2 separate regions of the Triticum aestivum genome follow, and region 1 is linked to region 2. The links are chromatin contacts, called in public Hi-C maps. All regions are on one chromosome and are shown on one strand. The core of a region is the stretch at or near the end of the contact, and the rest is flanking DNA. Distances in the headings are between cores, read along the strand shown.

What was found. A called contact is a pair of places that touch in the nucleus more often than the background predicts.
Region 1: a Hi-C map of leaf shows a contact between it and region 2, with 4 times the contacts expected there. The contact joins the promoter of LOC123079372 here to the promoter of LOC123079370 in region 2. A contact is called at or near these places in 2 of 5 Hi-C or Micro-C datasets (both in leaf).

The regions. Positions count from the first base shown.
Region 1 is chr3D:428,386,404-428,389,103 of IWGSC CS RefSeq v2.1, reverse strand. LOC123079372 (L-type lectin-domain containing receptor kinase IX.1) reads right to left here and starts at 1,419. Exons shown (of 1, transcript XM_044502140.1): 1 at 1-1,419. The coding sequence starts at 1,246.
Region 2 is chr3D:428,159,911-428,162,628 of IWGSC CS RefSeq v2.1, reverse strand. It overlaps LOC123079370 (insulin-degrading enzyme-like 1, peroxisomal), which reads right to left and starts at 1,280. Exons shown (of 26, transcript XM_044502136.1): 1 at 931-1,280; 2 at 736-811. The coding sequence starts at 1,050. LOC123079371 (vacuole membrane protein KMS1) reads right to left here. Exons shown (of 8, transcript XM_044502139.1): 8 at 2,090-2,700. The coding sequence ends at 2,521.

The DNA.
Region 1 (2,700 bases), core at 170-2,669, 230 kb before region 2:
AGACGAGCAAGAAGTCACCACGGTGTTCATGGCACCACCCGACAAGCCGGACCAAATGCCGGTGGCGCAGCTGGCTGATGATGCGTACCTCGGCTGCATACTCCTTGCGGCCCTGGGTCGACCCCTTGGAGACCCTCTTGATGGCCACCTCCTGACCAAGCTCCTTCAAGAATCCCCGGTAAACAGCACCGAACCCGCCCTGCCCGAGCTTCCTCTGCTCGGAGAAATTATTGGTTGCCGCCACCAATTCAGCATAACGGAACCGTCTTGGCCCGCTCTGCACGATGAACTCGTCAGTTAGCTCGTCGTACCCCATTGCGTCGTCGATATCGACGTAGGGGACACACTCTCCTGTCTTCCTCCATTCCTTCACGAACCAAACAATCCCTGCACCGACCAGCACAACAAGGAATCCGCACAATCCCAGTACCACCCACAGCACCACCGTCTGCTCCTTGCTGTCGACGCTGGAGGTGAAATCCCAGTACAGGACCTTGTGCAGCTCGGCGGCCTCGCCGGTGGCGGCGGAGAAGCCAACGGCCACGGCGTCGGGCAGGTGCTCCCTCAAATCGACGGCGTACCACAGAAGGACGTCCGTGGGGACAAAGTCGCCGTAGGAGAGGGCCACGGTGAGGTTCTTGGCCTCCGCGTCGTACGCGACGCGCGCGTGCGCCGTGCGGCCGTCCTTCATGCTGGTTGGCCAGTCGGCGGTGGCCACGGAGGCGATGCCCCCGAGGTCGATGCCGACGTGGTCGTCGCTGGGGTCCCAATCGTTCCTGTAGGTGTCAAATTCGACGGCGACGAGGGAGCGGCCCCCGTTGCGGGCGGAGGAGTTGAAGAGCCCGAGAAGGCCGCCAGCGGATCTGTTGGGGATGACGGAGGGGAACGGGGAGAGGAAGAAGGCGAGGCCGTCGCCGGAGGCGGCCGAGGGTTCGGGGGCGGAGATGGAGAAGGAGAAGGCGGAGGCGAAGGAGGCGGGGCGGCGGGAGACGGGGTCGAAGAGTGGGATGGGGCGGGAGAAGAAGGCCCGGCCGGCGCTGCTGGTGAGGGGCCCGACGCGCTCGTCGCGGGTGAGGCGGATGAACTTGTTGAAGAAGGCGTCGCCCTGGAAGGAGATGCCCGATGGGGCCGAGTCCGAGGTGGCGGTGAAGTTGTAGGTGAAGGAGAATCGCGCGGCGGCCGGCGGCAGGAGGAGGGCGACGGAGAGGAGGAGGAGGAGGGAGGGGACGGCGACGGAGATCCCCATGGAGTGGGTTGGGTGAGCCTTGGCCCTTGGTGGAGGACAGGGTGGGGCCGAGGTTGACTAGAATGAACAAGGCATGAGCTGGATTACATAAAATCCTACTTGAGACCAGTAAAAAATACGAGCTGGGATTAGTGGCTTGTATTATACGTATGGTTCATTGGCGAAATGGAAGATAAGAGTCACCGTCTCTCCAACGCGGCCATGTATTTATCTGCATATTGGTCCAGACCAGTTCACGGACGCTGATGCGAAAACCGGCTTATCCAACCGTGTCCATACATTTCAAAGGAATTTGAATAAAATGACCAAATTTCATGCATTTGGGGCGCCACCTGGTGGCGCCGCTTGAGAGGAAGTTGTGTACACGTTTTCATTTAAAAAATACATGTAGTCATCACCTTCATCTAAAAAAATATTTTAAAAAATCCTCATCTCCATCTAGAAAAAGAGGTAAAAAAGAAAAAAAAATCACAAACACGGCCTACCAGCAAGCACCACTTTGCGTAGCCGTCTATTTAAAAAAATATATGGGATCATCACCTCCATGTAAAAAAAACATTTTAAAAAATTCCTCACCTTCATCTAAAAATAATATTCTAAAAGCTTTTTCACCGCGGCCAACCAGCTTGCGCCACGTGGCATAGCTTAATGGGTTTAATTAGATGATTTCATTTAAACAGATCAAACTCATTACGTTTTTCATACATGTCAAATAAACAAAAGCAGGGGATAGTCTTTTAACCTAATCTAAATAATCGCCAATCGTGGCGGAGTCCGTGTCACACATCTCGTCTTCTCTATGTGTGGCAAGCTCGCCGACGGTGCATCAACGGGAGGGGAAGAATAGCCGTGGCGGGCGTCCCGTGTGCTGCTCTTCCTCGCCGGAGTGCGCCCTGTCGACCATGCCAGACGTGGACGCCGGCCTCGTGGTCACGGCGGTGTGGCACGAACCGCGATGGCGGCGCGACCGGTGCTGCCTGCGATCGCCTGCACCTCCACTTCGGCCACCTCTGTGCGGTCTTTGCGGACAGACGTCCCTCTCCTTCCGCAGGATGCGCGATCGCTATAGCTCGTGGCGGATCTCGCGGGCGGTGCGCAGAGACTGATACATCACCCGCTGCTCATCCAGAAAGTCTTGATCCTCTGTAACCATTGCCGTGACGACATGGTCGTTCGCCTGCTCATCGATGATTTGCCCCTTCATGAGCCGGTGCTCGTCGAGGAGCCGCAGGTTGTACTTTGGTCCTCCTGCGAGAACACCAACACCGGCGACGCATGCAGCTCTTCCGCCATTGCGATGTTGAAGTGCGCCCTTGCCTCCTCCAAGGCGATGCTGGCATGGACCAACGAGGGCAGTGGCACCAGCTCATCGTCGTACACCTAGTCTGTCGTCTTTGCCCCGTCGCTGCCCTCCGGCGAGCTCGCCGACAAGAGAACCTCTATCCGGTTAGCAC
Region 2 (2,718 bases), core at 31-2,530:
CTTTTGGATCGTTCAACAAACACATAATTATGCCCACCACATAGTACTGACATCACCAAATAATTTGGCTGGAAACCTGAGAAGCATTTAAGAAAGACATTCAGCTAGCCAGCAGTCGTACACTCGTAGCGAAGGCAGAACATGTACGGCCCGATGCCCGTGCCACTGAGATCAATCATGGATGCTCTGAACTTTAGCCCGAACCGTCAGTCAATGGCGTGATCCGACGGTGAAAACACGCCGGGCGACACTGACTGGACCAAATCAATGGACCGATTCATTCAATCAACTTTTCGATTGGAAAAGGAAAAAACATCCATTGACCTGGCCGCAAATCTGCGACGCCATCATTGGCGGTCGGGAACGCCTAAAGCGGCAAGGCAGTGCCCAATGGGGGAAAAGTGGCCAAGGAAGAAAGCATTCCTCCGTCACTCGATTCCATGGAGACAAAATCTGGAGGAGACCCCAGACGGATCCCAAAAGGGGGAGGAGATTCATCTGACGCCGACGCCGTTGCGCAGTCGGAGAGCAGGAGCGCTGCGCTGGGTCCAGCCAACAATCCCCATCCAACCAACCACTGCCTGGCCAGAAAGTACTAGTACTCGCCCCAGGAATCCGGTGGGTTTGTTAGATCACGCGCGCCCACGCAACGAACCGGAATCGGCGAGCGAGATGGCCGACGACGACGGCGGCGAGGAGAGTGCGCGGAGAGGGAAGGGGAGTGAATGGACTCACCGAGGAAGTGCGCGAGGCCCTCGAGCCCCTCCGGGTCGCTGAACGAGCCCACGCCAACCTCCATACACGCCGCCGCCTGCGCACAAACAGACAACAACAACAACAACAACAACAACGCCGGATGAATCACGCGCGGTAAAACGTCGACCAACCGGCGAGCATTCAGCGAGCGAGAGAGAGCGGGCCGGGGCGGACCTTGTCGGTGTCGGCGTCGCTGATGAGGAGGCACTCGAGCGCGTTGGGGAGCAGCAGGCGGCGGTACTCCCGCTTGTCGCTGCGCGCGCGGATGAACTCCACATTGCCCGCCGCCGCCATGCGCGCCGGGCTCGCCTCCTCGCTCGCTAGCCGCGCTTGCTCCGGTCTCCGGTGGCGGATTGGAGGCTCGGGGCTTAGGCTAGTGGGGGCGCTAGTATTCTATGCTTTGTCGTTGCCGCCGTCCCGTTAATATATGCAGGGCAGGGCAGGGGGGGTGGGTGGCCTCGGCCTTCGGCTTCGCTTGCGGCTGCGGGAGCCGGGAGGAGTCTGAACTCTGAACCGAGGTGAACTTCACTTTGGTGATGGGATGGCCGGATGGGAGACGTCTGTTGCGCGGTTGCGATGGTGCTAGATGACGAACGCATTTTTTCCACCGGCGAATGACGTGCCCGCGACGGCGAGGGGGCCCCTCCCCGGTTCTGAGTACTCCTCGGCGCGCTCGGCGGTCGCTAGCCGGGTCGTGTAGGCATATAGGTAGGCATGGCAATTCATCGTGCCGTGCGAGTAGTCTGGCTTTTGTCTCCTCCAACTTAGAAAATCGGTGATCTCTCGTCTCGTCGCAGTAGAGATCGCCTTTGTGAAAAAAAGGCAATGTACACGAGGACACGCCTTGGAGTCTCGTGCTCGAGTATCTTGACGAAATTTGCCCCGCGTGTGCTCCAACTTACGTGGTGCACGGCGCTCGCTGGATGACACTAGCGAGCACGCCCAAGAGAACTCGGACAACTGCCCACGACCACCTCTGTTGCATTGACAACACTTGGGCGGGTGTAAAGAGGCTGCAGTACAGTAACAATTTTATCTGCTGATGATGTGTAATCGCACCTCGCCTTTCACCTCCCTGACTGACCTTCAGATGCGTCCGCTTTGCTTAATAACCACAAGCTACAAGCCAAAGAGCATGCAAAAGATAACGTGAATGCTGAGAATCACAAGTTTCCCAGTCTGAGCTAGTCACAAGGTAACAATTTCTGACACAGTTTTCGAATCGACCACGTGATGCAGATCCCCACCAAAAAAAGAAAACAAAGGCAATCTTGGTATCAGCAGCTTTATTATTTGCCCGAGTGAACTTGTAGTTGAAGTGCACCGTTAAATCTAGCTGGCTCCAATTGAGAATATGCATTTGCATTGTGAATGTAACAATAAAACATATCACCTTTCAGTACTCTCGGGTGCCCTATCAGCTACCGTATTTCCAACATAAGAAGGTAAAAAAAGGTACTGGTAAATTACATCTTAGTAATGAAATCGTGCTAAACAAACAAACAATCCCTAAAGTTCATCCAAGTTGGCGCCTGAAAAATAACAGGACTGATTCTCCTCCAGGAACTGCCAGTAGAGGCGCAATGACAAAAAGTCGCAGCCATCACTTGTGGCGGGTTGGAGAGGCCCATGTTTCTGTTCACTGTACAGAAGAACACAACTTCTACCAGCATTGGGATCATCCGCAAGGGCTTAGCCAGGCGCAAAGGCTACTAAGGAGAATATTCGCAATGTGCAGCTGAATAAATACAACCATGTTTGCTGTTAGTTAGTTTTAGAATGATTCTGGGGTGAGGAATCAGTAATGAGCTCCATCTCTATGTCCTGCTGCCTTTTGCGATAATCCTGAGCTGTTGATGTGACGATCTTAATGAAGAAGTTCACAAGCACAAGCCACACTACAGTGTTCCAGACCAATGCAAAAGAGAAATTCCACTGTTTATCCTGTACAAGTGACAGTTA